Regions from separate parts of the Mus musculus genome. Here all the other regions are linked to region 2. Evidence: chromatin contacts called from public HiChIP or PLAC-seq data. All regions are on one chromosome and are shown on one strand. The core of a region is the stretch at or near the end of the contact, and the rest is flanking DNA. Distances in the headings are between cores, read along the strand shown.

Region 1 (5,075 bases), core at 1,857-4,356, 260 kb after region 2:
CAGGTAATTCCCCAATCCCACCCTGTTATCTGATATCAAGCCTAAATCATCTCTCCCTGGATTAACTCATTATTCCAATTAAAGCCCTTGATGGATGTCAAAGACATGCCCTTATTTGTGACAGAGACGTAAAAAATGTGTTGCTTTAATTATTTCTATAAATCAGTTTCTCGACTCCATTTCCTTAATTATGTGCTGGTTTTCCTCTGGAATAACTCCAGTGTCTGGGTCTTTATTTTTTTTTTTTTTTAAGACTGAAGTCTAGAAAACCTGGCTTTACACTTTCATGATAGTTCTTGGCAAACAGTTCCATGTGAGTCCTTTAACCTGGCTAGATGACACAGCAATGGACTGAACTAACTGGAGATTCACTCAGCAGGCCTATTGAAGAAAGCATTCACTTCTCCATAAACATGGGCTGTGTAGAATTAGTCTTGCACAGATAAGTAACGTCTTAGATTTCTTCTCTAATGATTTTTCTCTTATTATTTTTTAAATTTTGAAGTTATTTTTTTCTTCTTACTGAGAATGTATAGGATGTACATGTAGTATGTGTGTGGGGGTTTGTTCATGTGTGTGTTTGTATGTGTGCAGGTGTACATGTGTCATGGAACATATATAGAGATCAGAGGTGGTGTTATTGTAACAGCATCCTCCCTTCCCCAGGCACAGTACAAGTTCAAGTGCAGTACAATACTACCACTGTACATATTGTTAGAGAAGTTAGTAGTAGCTTATGCTTAAGTAAATATTTAGGCAGACCATAGGGATCAATGATTCCCTATGATTCTGTAGATTTTATTCCTAGGCTCAAAATCATACCAAGTCCTAGACCAGCATCTGGAATATCTTGTAAGCTAGTAGTCAACACTCACACTATGTATCTGTCATGACTTTGAAAACTCTTAAGCCCCATTATGTACTCAACACATGTATGTACTTTGCTATACACATGTTCACCTCTGCACACACATGAACACACACTATGGAAGCAAACCCACAGAATGCATTCCTAGATGAGTTGAGCTCTGTAATTTTCCCTGATGGATACAGAACAAATAAAACAAAGGATGTGTTCATCATCTGCCTTGCTAAGAGCATAGTTCACTGTCATTCCCTCTGACAGCATAAATGGGAGAGATTTACCCGGAACCACTTGCATGGCCTTCTGATAATCTAATTCTAAAACTGGCTAAGCTGGGACACTGAACCCTGTGATATACATCTGCAAACCCATGGTTTCCGAGACTGAAAAATAGGATTGTAAGATAGAAGGCAGCCTGAAATACAGACAAAGATACTACCTTGGGGGGAAACAAAGAAAGAATGAACTGGTTTATACAGTAAAGTTTTTCTAGTCTGCCCTTCACATCTCTTTCTCTTTGAGGTTGAGGTAATCTTTCCTTTGGGCCCAGTTCTCTTGCTGAGGCCTTGGCTTGCCTCGGCTGAATAATCACCATGATTTTGAAGTTGAGAATCCCCATTTCCCTATCCTCTGGGTTCATCTCAGATCAAATTTTTGCTTGCTAGTTGGAGAAATAACTGGAGAGAAACTGAGCGGGCCCAGTACCAATGCCTTTAATCTTCTCGGAGGGAGGCACACCACTCTGACCTGCTGATTCGTACAGTGTGTGTTACACTCAAATTACTCAAGAATTCCCTTGCTGGCCTTTTGTCGATAGTCCTTTTTTGCAAGGTCTTCATTACTTTCTAATTGACCAAATTTATTTTCTTCATCTCTCTCATTAAGGACGGGTTTAGAAGTAACCTCGATTGTGCAGACTTCCTAATGGCTTACTTCCTCTATGATTGCCCTCATTTTTAAAGAGGACTCTCCAGTCTACCCTAAGCCTATACCTTACAATCCAGCGATCCATCTACCTATTTAAGGGCAATGGGAGTCTAGAAAGTCTGCAGTAACTGATTGTATATTGTTATGTCCTTGGGTATGATATGGTTATACCTGCCAACACTGGTCACACACACACACACACACACACAATAGCACTATGTAGAGCTTTCATGATGGTTAGTTCAGCAGGAACTCAGTTTCAATGTATCCTGAGCATCTTTCCCAAATGTAAACTTCTGCGTTCATCTTTTGTCTTTCTTGATTAGTGAAGCCAAAACTCTAATGAGACAAGAAAATCTTCTTATTGCTACAATGGGTTGGTGTAGAATAAACTATATCCCACAGAGACCTGGATGTTCTGGCCCTTACCAGTGCAAATTCCTGCTGAAGATTCAATAGAACTACAAAGTGACACTACCCAGAATACCTGAAGTGTAGATCTTCTCCCTTCTCTCTTCCTCCATCTGTTCTCCTCCCCTGCCTCTATCTATCTCTATCCTTGTCTCTCTTTCTATATGTGTGTATGTGCATTCATGTATATGTGTGTATGTGCATTTGTGTGTGTGTGTATGTATGTATCTGTGGTTTGTTCTCTTGAAACCAGAAGATCCAAAGCAGATAGCAGCACATGGATACATACAGAGAAAGGACAGAGACAGACAGAGAGAGGCAGGGGAGAAGAAGGGATGAAGGGAGGGAGAAAGGGGAAGATCTATACTTCAGATATTCCAGGCAGTGTAACTTTGTAATCTTCTGCTTTTTAAATCCCATATACCATGAAAGTTGAGTTGCTCAAATTCTGGATCTCTCTCTCTCTCTCTCTCTCTCTCTCTCTCTCTGTCTCTCTCTCTCTCTGTCTCTTTCTCTGTCTCTGTCTCTCTGTCTCTGTCTCTCTGTCTCTGTTTCTCTCTCTCTCTCTCTCTCTCCCTCTCTCTCTCTCTCTCTCTCTCCCAGGTATTTACTGCAGGAATCTCAAGATCTTCCTTTCATAAAATGAGTCATAACTACCCAGCCTGCTCCACCAGACTTAAAATGCTAAGCACTGTGAAGAAAGAAAGATCCCCTCGCCATAGCTCTCTCATGGGGACCTCAGGATCTAATGCAAATAAATGTCTTGTCCCATTTGGGCTTGTGTCATGATAGCTTCTCTGACTAGACACGCCTTACATGTGCACGCCTTACATGTTCTTCCCCGACATTAAAGCTAGTGGCTTTAAAGTTAATGCCTATTTCTGTATCAGCCTTGGAGACGTTGCCCACACCTGGTTGACTCTTTTAACTGTCTACTTGGCAGGCCGGCTTGGCCCAACAACCACAGTGAGGGTGGGGGTGATCTTCACAGAATAAAATCCTTTTCCTGTTTTTCCTGGCTTGGCCAGTCAAGCAGATTGAAAGAAGTTGCATGTGCTTTTAAAAAATGAAACCCTTCTTGGCACTTTGACAAGTGGTTTGATGAGATCTAACTAGTATTTACAGAACTTGAGTTTGACACAAATTGAGGGTTAAATTTTCTCTCATTTACTGGCACCATCGACTTTGCATTTATAGCCCATAGGACCTGAGAGAGCAATACTGACTGTCAGTCTGTCATTTCCCCATCTCCAGCTTGAGAGTCCAACTAGATGCTTCTCTTACTCAGTTCTTCACATCAAGAGCTTTGAGTCTTGTAGGATCCACATACTGCTTACCCTGCTCTGCTCTGCACTAGCGAGATGGCCTCTGGTTACCACCTCACTTTCCTTGTGCCTCAGCTCGTGACTCTGAAATAGGAACATTAGTGAACTAAGTGATAGGTAAGAAGTAGCAAGAATGATTCACAAAATACCACAGTGATCAATGGATGGTAAGGATGACTAATGAATGTTTCCAGGGGATTCTATGAATTGAGCACTGTGGAAGAACAGGGAATCAGGGCTCATACCTAAATCCCAGCATTCATGGAGCTGAGGCAGGAAGTTTACCACACATTCATAGTCAGCTCAGACTACATAGGAAGTTCCAGACCAGCCTGAACTACAGTTTGGGAGACTATCTCCAAAAATAATTGTATTGCTTTTTAGGTTTCTGCAGTAAAACACCCAACATAAAATTGGGGGTGTGTTTCAGTTCATAATTCTGAGGGAATCTGTTAATGACAGGAAGGCATGGGACAAGAGTATGTGGAAGACAGCCACACTGTGTTCAGTCATGAAGCAACAAGACACGAACACAGCTGCCCACTCCACTTTCTGTCCCCAGCCTGAGGGGACAATGCCTCTACATTTGGTTGGCCTCAGTAAAACTTTTGTGAAGAAACCTTCACAGACATACCCATGTGACTTTAATCCCAGTCAAGCTAACAATGAAAATTAACTATCATACTGTCCTATATGAAATTGCCATACTCAGAGACATTTATTATTATCCATATAGAATCCATAAACAAATCAGATATAGCTTTCTCATGAGTGAGCACACTTACAAGTACAAAAATTATCAAGGTAACAGCATACGATCAATTAACTTATATTCTAAATAAAACAATAAGACAAAACACAAATAGGTATGTGTATTGGGGAGTTTGTGAGAGGCCTATCAAGTGCTATGGAATAACTGAAGGACAGATTCCATGTCTGGGACTGGTAGCCCATGCCCCTACAAGAGAACTAGCCTACCTTAGAGACTCTATAAGGGAAGTAAATCACACATTCGGACAGGGACCTAGGGAAGGGGAATTTAGAAAGGGCTGCACTGATGGACTTAGTGCCCAGGGTTTCAAAGAGCTAAAGATGAGGTAAGAGTGACCTGGATTCTCAAAATTCTCATCAGGAGATACTCTAAAGAAAGCATGGTGATCATTCTGGATTATCTATCCAGGGTGAGTTTTCAGTTTTCTTTGTATTCTTTTTGGACTGAGTAGGTGTATAGACTCACTACCTCCTTTTTCTTCCTTGTGTTTTTGCTTCTGAGAAAGGTTCTATAACTCAGGCTAGCCCCAAACTCCATATACAGCTGAAGCTTGCCTGGAACTCTTAAAATTCCTGCCCAAGCCAGACAAATGCCAGGATTATAAATAGGCATATATGGCACTGCCCTTGTCTTTCACAATACAATGGTGAAGTGCCCCCAGAAAGTCTGCTTTGTAGAATTGAGAAAGGGAGAAGAGTTTCAGTGTAACTTCTGGAAATCATTTGTCCAAACCACATTAACAATACACACTGTGGTCACTTGGTCACTTATTGCT
Region 2 (4,402 bases), core at 641-3,140:
GTATGGAGCTAAAAATGCTGAAGGTTATTTTTGCCATCCATCTCGGCAAAAGATCTCTTCAGAATTCATCTGATTGTCAACATTTTCACCCTCATTATGCTACGAATAGGAAAGCCACAGCCAGGATCCAAGGCCAGGATACAAGTGAATTTGGGCAGTGAGTAGGTCTGCTTTTATCTCAGATTTGCCTCGTTCTCCTGTTGGCACCAAGCTTCCCTCCCAGCATGCACTATACCTTAAAGCTATAAACCCCATCCAGCCCTTCCTGCCTCAGGTGGCTTTTGTCAGTACTATGTCATATGAAAAGAAAAGCAATTATTACAAAAAGAAGGCGAGCTCTTACGAATGGAACACAGAGAAGGGCCCAATGAAAGCTACTTCATAGGCAGTACTGAGTCCCTCCCTTCCCACTAAGTCCGAACTTGCCTTAAAGCCTCTATGATTAGGAATGTCTGTGGGGGAGAAAATAGGGTATTCTAAGAGTTAACGCCTTTAAATGTTACTAATGTGGATGAATGTTCTATTATGTAGCCACCTCCTCCAAACTGAGACGAGTTCCTGGAGGTGGGGGAGGGGTGCTCAGAAGACTTAAGAGGCTGAAGAAACTTAGAAGGTTCTGGAACAACCTGGAAGTACTGCTTTACAAACTATCGAAGCCACCTCTCGGTATAGATGATGAGCTGAGTTAGGCTGCGGAGATAAGGGAAGTGTGTAAGATTGCTCACCTCTCCTGCATATTTTTTTAACACTGTCCTTGTATTGGAGTCCCAATACATTGACTCACAAAGCGAGATAAACAAATACAAATTGGCATGCTTGGGAATTGTATGTGGCCCAGTGGACCAAGGGAAATGATTCTTTTACATTAGCCAGCTGTGCTTTGGAATAATACACAGACCTCTGTGAATCATTTCATGGTTTATAAAACGAAATTCTGTTTGCAATTGGCAAGTTAGGGAAATAAGGGCCGGTGCTTGTTTTCACTCTCTATTTCTTCCGTTTGTCCAGAGACTCACAACTGGAAACTTTGGGGTCCCCTTGGGGACCCATTAAGCAGACCAAGATCCTGTTTTTGATTGTCACAGAGAAATGAGGCACAGAGCCACAGGCTGTTACTGGCCTCGCAGAATAAGGGGTGGGGAGGGGTGTCTTGGTGTTTCCATCCTCACAGCAGGTACTTAAGAAGGTTGTCAGACTCCAAAGGTGCCTAAGGAAGTGGGTGCAAACTCCCTGGGCCATGCACCTTTTTGGATACCCAGAGAATGCCAAGACGACATAGAAGAAGAGCTTCAGTTTTAGTGAGCTAACAACACTCTATCACTGTGGAACATGGACCTACATTCTCATTGTGTATTGTGCATGTGCGCGCGTGCGTGCGTGCGTGCGTGCGTGCGTGCGTGCGTGTGTGTGTGTGTGGTGGAGTATTGGGAGTGACATTCATATTTTGCTTAATTCTATTTGAGTGCTTGTGTTTAGAGAGGGCAAAACCTTGAGCTCCTATCAGAGTCACTGGACCATCTGGAGGATTTAAGGCAGCAAACATAGGGAGTCCATCTTCAGGGTTGCTGAGGAAATTCAAGGGTAAAGCCCGAGAGCTTTGCATTTTTAATCAGTTACCAGACAGTGCTCTGAGGCTGCTGTCTTAAGGACCACATTTAAAAAAAAAAAAAATGCCACTCGCTGCAACTTCCAGCCCAGTTGGATTCAGCAAACACGGGATTCATTAAAAACATTAATAGGGGTAGCTGCCCAGGCCTCAGCTGTATAGTCCCCTTTGGCTTGGAGATCTCCAGAAACTTTCTTTGCTGCCCCACTCGAACCCCAAGCTAAATATATCAGGCTCCCAGGCCGTTGCTTATACTCACATCACGGGCTCATCTGCTTCCTTCTGGGACCACTCCCTCCCTTGAGGGAATTCTCCTTAGTGTTGCACTTGGCACATCACAGGGTGTTTTAAGCAAAATCACCAACATTTGGTAAATGAATGAGTAACAGGTTCAGAATAGACCTCTGATCCGGAACATATTGCCAACAACTAGGGTAGTCACCTAGAATGAAATCCTCTGTCTATTGACTGACACATGATAACACCAGGCCACTGGTGATTACCCAGCATTCTGCTTTGTACTCTCTCTCTCTCTCTCTCTCTCTCTCTCTCTCTCTCTCTCTCTCTCTCTCTCTCTCTCTGTGTGTGTGTGTGTGTGTGTAGGCCAGAGGTCACCCCCAGCTGTTGTTCCCTAGGAGTCAACCACCTTGTATTTTGTTTAAAGCCATGATCTTTTACTTGGCTCTGGCTCATGGATTAGGCTATGCTGTTTGGCCAGCAGGTCCCAGAAACTTACCTGTTTCTACCTCACCAGTGTAAGCACATGCCACCATGCCTGGAATTTTCTGGGAATCAAATTTAGGTCCTCATGCTTGTGTGGAAAGTGCTTTGTCAACACTGTGGTTCGTGGCAAGTGGCTTCTCCCAACCCACTAATTGCTTTTTTTTTATTAAAAAAATATACATTTCATGTTATTCCTTATAAAATTCTTATCTACATTTAATATCTTACAGTTCTCTGTTTCAGACATCCACACTGTCACCCAGCACTTGCTGTCATAGTCATCTGGTTCTTTTCTAGTGTAGCATTACTCCTCCCTATAGCTCAGAACACCACCTAACTAGAAGCTGTTTGTGTAGCCCACGCAGTGGCAAGCACAGCACCATTACAGTCTGGTGATAGGTGTGGTACTAAGCACCACAAAAACACATTGAGTACCAATTCCATTCAGAAATTATACACAACCCTTTCAACAAAACATTTCCTGTTCTGGGACGGCTGGTCGAGATGATACAGGCACTAGTACAACAAATCAAATCTATTAGGTAGTGAAACCACGATCCCCATAGACCTTCAGGCTCTGGAGGGGTCCATTCAACCTCCATGCCACCTTGCTGTACCTAGCAAGTCTCCATAGAAAGAGAGGGGCCCTGACATTAGTCATCAGAAAAGAGGCAAGAACTGAACACCAGGGGAATGGCTTTGAGACTTAACCATCACTTGCTCATTGCTGTAACAGGCCCTCTCTCTCTGATCCTTTCTCATCTCTCTGGGAGGCAAAGATGATACTCTTGGGATAAATATGATAAAGCCCAGAACGTCCCTGTTGAACCCAAACTGTTGACTTTCAAACACCACGAAGATGAGAAGGCATCAAAAGCCTGCTGCATGTTGGGAGTGACACATTTCCTCACTGTGCTAAACAGTTATTGATAGATCTACATTAGAGCCAATCGTACTGAACAGTTTGTAGTAGCAGTGGTACCCATGGAGCAGCATTGAATGTCACCAGCAGAGAGTGTCAATGGATGAGCAACAGCAGCAGCTCTCACACATCGGGCACTTGTCCCATGCCAGGCCTCTGCTAAGTACTAATGACTTTCAATCCATTCTCTCATAGGTCCTTTGATGCTCCAGGGAGTAAGCTACTGTGACTACTCCTCTTTCCTGGAAGAGGAAACTGAGATTTAGGCTGGTTACATGGCTTGTCTCCTAGGCAACACAGGGTAGGATTGGCTTGAATGCCAGAATGCTTGACCCATTTTGAAGACACAACCCTATCTTGAAGCTATTTCTTTTATTCATGTTTCATTTTCTCTGACAAGATGTCGAGATGGAATCCAGGGGGGCTCTGCCAGGGCTATTGAGGATGGTGGCCATTTCTGAGGAGGAAATACAAGCCATCCCTCCTAGCAGCCACAGGAAATTTTGTAGGAAGAACTCAGCTCCATTGGAAAAGGTGAAGACAAGTCATAGAAACTCAGCTCCATACTTATAGAAGGTCTATCCTGAACAGTTTCTAGTAGCCATGGCACCACGGAGCAGAATTGAATGTTACCAGCAAGGACTGGTAATGGATGATGAAGTGGGTAAAAACATCTACATTCTAACATGACACATTTTTATTCCAAAGTACCTACCATACATGCATACACACATACTTGGTTTTTAAAGGGAGAGTGGTCGTAAATATACTTTTAAGAATCAGCACCATACATAACAGATATTAAATTTTGGACAACAGCTATGCTAGGCAGAGCTGCTTTCATTCCTGGTTTTGGTAGGAACCTGAGAGCAGCAGCCATGGTTGCTCTACCTCCGATTCCTTAGCTACTGTAAGGCAGGGCTGCAGACCCTAAGCTCTATCTTCATGACTCCCCCCCAACCCCGCCCCACCCCTGCTTTACTCATCTCTTTACTACCTTGTCTTTAGGCTTCTAATTAAAAAAAATGTAAAGATAGATAAAATATGAATACACTTGAAAATAAAAGATGCAAATATAGATACATGTAAGGAAATAAGAGTAAAAACATCAACATTCTAACATGACACATTTTCTATTTCAAAGTACCTAT
Region 3 (5,068 bases), core at 323-2,822, 470 kb after region 2:
AGTAATGCTTTCTTAGTCAGCCCCATTTTCCTTTATGTGCATTTCAAGATTGTCCAATACCACTATTAGACACTTGGTGTATCTCACTTGTAAGAGCATTTATTATTATTATTTTTTTTAGGGTCATCTGCCAATTTGTTTTGTATTAAGTCTGAGGCTATAACTGGTCCATTGTACATTTTTAAAGAATGCCGTCTGTGATGCTTTTTAGATGGGTAGTGGATAAGTGACTGGGTGAGTGGGGTGGATAGGTAGCTGAACTGGTAGTGGGTAGGCGTGTATGAACAGGTGAATGGACAGATTGGTGGATGGATAGATGGAAGAGTGGATGGGTGGATGGATAGATAGGTGGGTGGGTGAGCAGGGTGGACAGGTGGGTACATAGGTAGATAAACTGGTAGCCGAGTGGATAGGTGAATGTATGAATAGATGGATGGATGGATGGATGGATGGATGGATGGATGGATGGATGGATGGATAGGTGGGTGAGTGGGTGGGTAGGTAGGTGGTTAGACACATGGATAGGTTGCTGGATGGATAAATGGATGAATGGATGGTTAGAAGGGTGGATGGGTAGATGGATAGGTGGGTGGTCAGTAGATGATTTGAAGAACAAACCGAATGATACTATGTTGGAAAGCATCGGCAAGTACTGACAAATGTGGCCTGTTTATAGTCAATGGAAATAGAATGATGATTCCCCACTTGGGCAATGGCAAAGGAGTCACTGCAAAGGAGTCACTGGTCAGCTATTAACACTTACACATTGGGTGCTTGGATGCCCAGATGCTAAAATGAAAGTGGAGGTCTCAGAGCATGAGAATAGCTGTGATAAATCTTTCAAAACTCCAGCTTCACTCACGCCAGGACACTTAAGCAGGCCACCCATTGAAAGTTTGAAACCTCATGCAGACATTTTAAGAATAAATATACTATATGCTTTATACATTTTACGAAGATTTATGATCAGAATTACTAATGGCAAGTTCGGTGGCAGACAGGAGCAGTTGGATAAAAGACCTTTAGAATCTAAAATCTAGGTATGTAGTAGGTGCCAAGAAAAATATAAGGTCCTATCCCTGAGCTGTACAGGTGACATCTGTACAAAGAACAAAGAGTAAAGTCCTTGATACGTGTCAACTATTTCAGAGCACTCCCAAAGTACAAGGAACAGCTCAGATCACCATGCCAATAAAGTGACATGGGCCGTCTCTGAGTCCCTTTCTTAAGTAGTCATTGGCCCACATCCTTCTGAAGAAAAGCTTCAGGAACAGGTGTGCAAGAAGCAAACAGATTGGAAAGTTTGAGCTCAACTGTCAGTGGAACAATATTAGAGGTTTAAAAAAAAAAATTTGCACGGGGCTCTCCCCTGCAGGAAAGCAGGGAGTGGTCTCCTATGTCAGGAGGAACGTTAAAGCAGCCATCACATATGGCTGTGTATTTAGCTGGGTTGTTATCCCTGTTTTACTGATGACACAAGCCAAGATTCAGAGAGATAAGGAGAGCTGGCCAAGGGCAGGAGAGATGGTTTAGCAGTTTAGAGCACTGGGTGATCTTCCAGATGACCTGGGTTTGACTCCCAGCACCCACGGAGCAGCTCACTACCGCCCTCTTCTGGCTCCTCAAGCATCATGTACACAAGTGGTACAGAAAAATATACATGGAGGCAAAACCAGCAGACGCATAAAAAAAAAATTGTTCACATTTTTAAAAACCATGTTTGAAAAGAAATAATTGCCCAAGACCACAGAGCCAATCAGCATCAGAAGTAGGAGTTCAACCGATGTTGGTTTTCTCCTAAATGCCAGCACATTGTACCACAAGGCAGAACTCATAGCACATGTCAGTGAAGTCACCTACCTCATTATCATCCCATTTCATGGATGAAGAAACTGAGTCCATTCAAGATAAACCAGTCCATCCAAGAGCTCATTGTCAATTTGTGACAGGCTCTTCAGTATGGGGTAAAGCATTCTCATCCTTTATATCTATTCAGAATTCTAGACAGAGGATGGAAGGGGACTTCCAAAAGCTCTAGTGTCTGGGAACCACAAAGCTCTGATACCTAAAGGGGCAAAGCTAGATTCCTGAGTCGAGAGAGAGCTTTATTGAGCTGTGGCTGTAGTATAGAGAAACCCTTCCCTTTAGTAGAGAAAGCCACCAGCCCACCTACAACCTGGCAGGGGAGGAGGGGACCACGCACTCTCCTCAAGCTCACTCGCGCACAGTGCCTCCCATCCTCTGAATGCACCAAGAGGCAGGAAGGAAGGGGTTCCCATACTGACATTTCCAAGGTCCCAGAACACGACAGAAGGAGGAGAAAGGGATACAGAGGCAGGAGGCACACCACTCTGATATTCAGGGATGCTCTCTGCATCTCCCACCATGAGAAATCTAAGCTCTTAACAAACACTTCATGAAAGCTAATGCTGGACCAGGAAAACTTAACACTGAGAAACTCAGAGCTTCTTCCAGCAGAGAAAAGGATCTCTTCATCCCCATAGCAGACAGGCCTCCTGTCCTAATGTGGTCAGCCCTCCCCTGTATAGTGAGAAGAAGCCCTGTTCTAGCCACCTGGAGAACCACAGCTTCTCTTGAGACTTTTTGGCTCCAGAAGACAAGTCAGTGCTGGTCTTTTCAGGAATGGAGGCTGGTGTTTCCTAGTTCTTAGTAGTAAATGCCACGTTCTAAATAAAGACAATCCCAGATGAAAATGATTTAAACATCCCAGTAAGATACATCCCTCTTCTGTATACCCTTGATGTATACACATACACACATGTGCATGTGCACACACATACACATTTACACACATACACTTAGATACATGTATGCATATGCATATCTACATAGACACATTCATACTTGCATGCACACACACACACACACACACACACACACACACACACACACACACACTTACCATATATGCACACATGCTCATCCATTCTCACTTAGGAATGAGGTTTCTGGAATGCAGAAAACCTGCTTTCCAGGTTTGCCTAAAGTTTCACCCTCAACTTCCACAGATCGCCCAAACCCCCAGCTGATTTGCTCATATTTCCTCGTTTAAATCAACAGTCTGATTTTATCAACAATGCTCTGCGGAGGTTTATTTCTTCAAACAGACTGTGCTCCTCGTTGCTATAAAGTTAATTTTCTGTTCTTTGTTCACTTCCCTAATCTTCAAATTATATCCTCCTGTTCCCTGATTGCTTACTATTGGAAAAACAGCCCTTTTTTTGCTTCCAGTTTGAATATTTCAAGCCTTATCTTGATGACCCTAATCGCTCTCTCCCCTCGATGGCCTCTCAGGGAGGCAGTAAGTAACTAGCAAGGGTGTGGAACATCACAGGAACAGACAGGGCTCTGGGGCCAGGGCCAGGCTTCTGTGAGGACCACATTCTGCTTTCCCCCTTTCCTGTTTCTTGGAGTGTGGGAAGAGGCTGGCTTTGCTGCAGAGAGGATTAGAAATTCTGGGATCTGCTCCATGCTCTCAGAGAGTCTTAGTGGGAAGACAGAACTGAAGCTTGCAGAATCATGGACAAACGCTTCCGAGGTGGAACGACCTCTGCCTACGCTGCAGAAGAGATTTGATTTGATGATGCTGTTGAGAAACGGCCTAAGGAGGCCAGGCGGAGGAAACTTGACACTTGAGACTCAAAAACTCTGGGAATAGGGAAGGAGCAAAATGGAATCAGTCTTCAAACTTTTGAGATTCTTAAAGAAGAGAGGAGGAGACCCAGCTGTAACAAATGCTCAAGAGAAGTCAATCTGTTTGTGACCACATGGGGGGAAAGGAACTGAAGAAAAAAATAAAGAAATTGGTTTTGTGTGTGAGTTATTTATTTTGGTTTGGGTTGGGATGGGTTGGGAGAGAGGGAAGCTTTGATGTTGTTATTGTTGTTGTTGTTGTTGTTGTTGTTGTTGTTGTTGTTGTTTTAATTCTTTTTTTAAAAAATCCTAACCAAGATTATAGTGAGAGAAGTTTGGTCCCAAGATCAGACACCTAAGTTCTAATAACTTCAAGACTGATACACTACTAATGATGGCAAGACCAATAGATGTTCCCCGCACAAACAAACCATTGTTTCCTGATAGAATTTTCCATGTTTAATAATAATAAAGGCTGTGATTGTGTTTGCCAGACACTGTTCAAATACGTCCCCTGCACCTCTGCATTTAACCTTTAAAGTATTATTGTCCCAGTTTCACAGATGAGAAAGCTGAGACCCAGAGCCTGGTCATTTGGTGAGGGTCACAGGTAGCTAGGATTCCAGTGAGATCTATTTGTGCCCTAAGCTCACATTCAAACAGTTATTTCTGAAATGAATGTGTGGCTCACAACTGACGCATCATTCAGCATCCCGGCCTTGCCCTAGGTTTAATCATCACTGCGACTTCCTGTGAGGTGCTGTATTCCATCTACTCAGAATCTCCCTCCCGGCCTTATCTCTAGAACACAGTTTTCCAAGGTCCTTAGGCCATGCCAGGGCATGGCAACTCTTTGTTTAAAGTGTGTGTGTGTGTGGAGGGGGATCATAAACATTTTAGATGCCGCAGATTATATGTCTCTGTTCCGTATTTTTATTTGGTTTTGGCTTTTTCAATACTTTTAAAGATATACAATGTGTTGGCTTTGTTTCCTGCCCCTGGCCTCAAACCCTCAGAGTCAAGTTTGAAATGCCCGTCTCTCCCTATCTAGCCATCCAATCACCAAGCACTCAGATGCCTTTCATAATACCCTTGATATTTTTCATAGTGATTCGACTCCCCCGTCCTTGCCTCTTTTCTCATAGCCCCCCCCCACACACACACACACATACACACACACACACACACACACTTCCCAAACAGCCCACAGGCCACCATGTAATTCATTATCCTCACAGAACACTTTGTACAAAGCATTCCCTTGCTCAAACATCTTCACATCTAAGCCCCTTCCTCTGCACTCATGGGCAGATCCCCCAGAACACACACACTGTTGTCTGGTCCTCATTATCATACGTAGCAGGCCAGCCAACACTGAGTGGGCATGAATAGGAACCGTCGCCCTGTTAAGCGC

What was found. HiChIP or PLAC-seq counts read pairs in DNA pulled down with a chosen protein or histone mark.
Region 1: a RAD21 HiChIP or PLAC-seq map of pro-B cells shows a contact between it and region 2, with 4 times the contacts expected there. The contact joins two enhancer-like sites. A contact is called at or near these places in 2 of 15 datasets of contacts at CTCF or cohesin (large pre-B cells and pro-B cells).
Region 3: a RAD21 HiChIP or PLAC-seq map of pro-B cells shows a contact between it and region 2, with 16 times the contacts expected there. The contact joins two enhancer-like sites. A contact is called at or near these places in 1 of 39 promoter capture datasets (the C10 cell line), 1 of 15 datasets of contacts at CTCF or cohesin (pro-B cells) and 1 of 484 Hi-C or Micro-C datasets (the C10 cell line).

The regions. Positions count from the first base shown.
Region 1 is chr11:45,320,750-45,325,824 of GRCm38.p6, forward strand. No RefSeq gene overlaps it. Among named protein-coding and RNA genes, the nearest start is that of Gm12159, 210 kb to the left of the region's middle. Within about 2 kb of position 3,107, at least 14 of the 459 cell types and tissues checked have an H3K27ac peak or open chromatin away from gene starts, as enhancers often do. A contact at or near this core is called in pro-B cells, where this site is marked.
Region 2 is chr11:45,060,926-45,065,327 of GRCm38.p6, forward strand. No RefSeq gene overlaps it. Among named protein-coding and RNA genes, the nearest start is that of Gm51859, 25 kb to the right of the region's middle. Within about 2 kb of position 1,891, at least 8 of the 459 cell types and tissues checked have an H3K27ac peak or open chromatin away from gene starts, as enhancers often do. A contact at or near this core is called in pro-B cells, where this site is marked.
Region 3 is chr11:45,532,284-45,537,351 of GRCm38.p6, forward strand. No RefSeq gene overlaps it. Among named protein-coding and RNA genes, the nearest start is that of Gm22284, 100 kb to the right of the region's middle. Within about 2 kb of position 1,573, at least 10 of the 459 cell types and tissues checked have an H3K27ac peak or open chromatin away from gene starts, as enhancers often do. A contact at or near this core is called in pro-B cells, where this site is marked.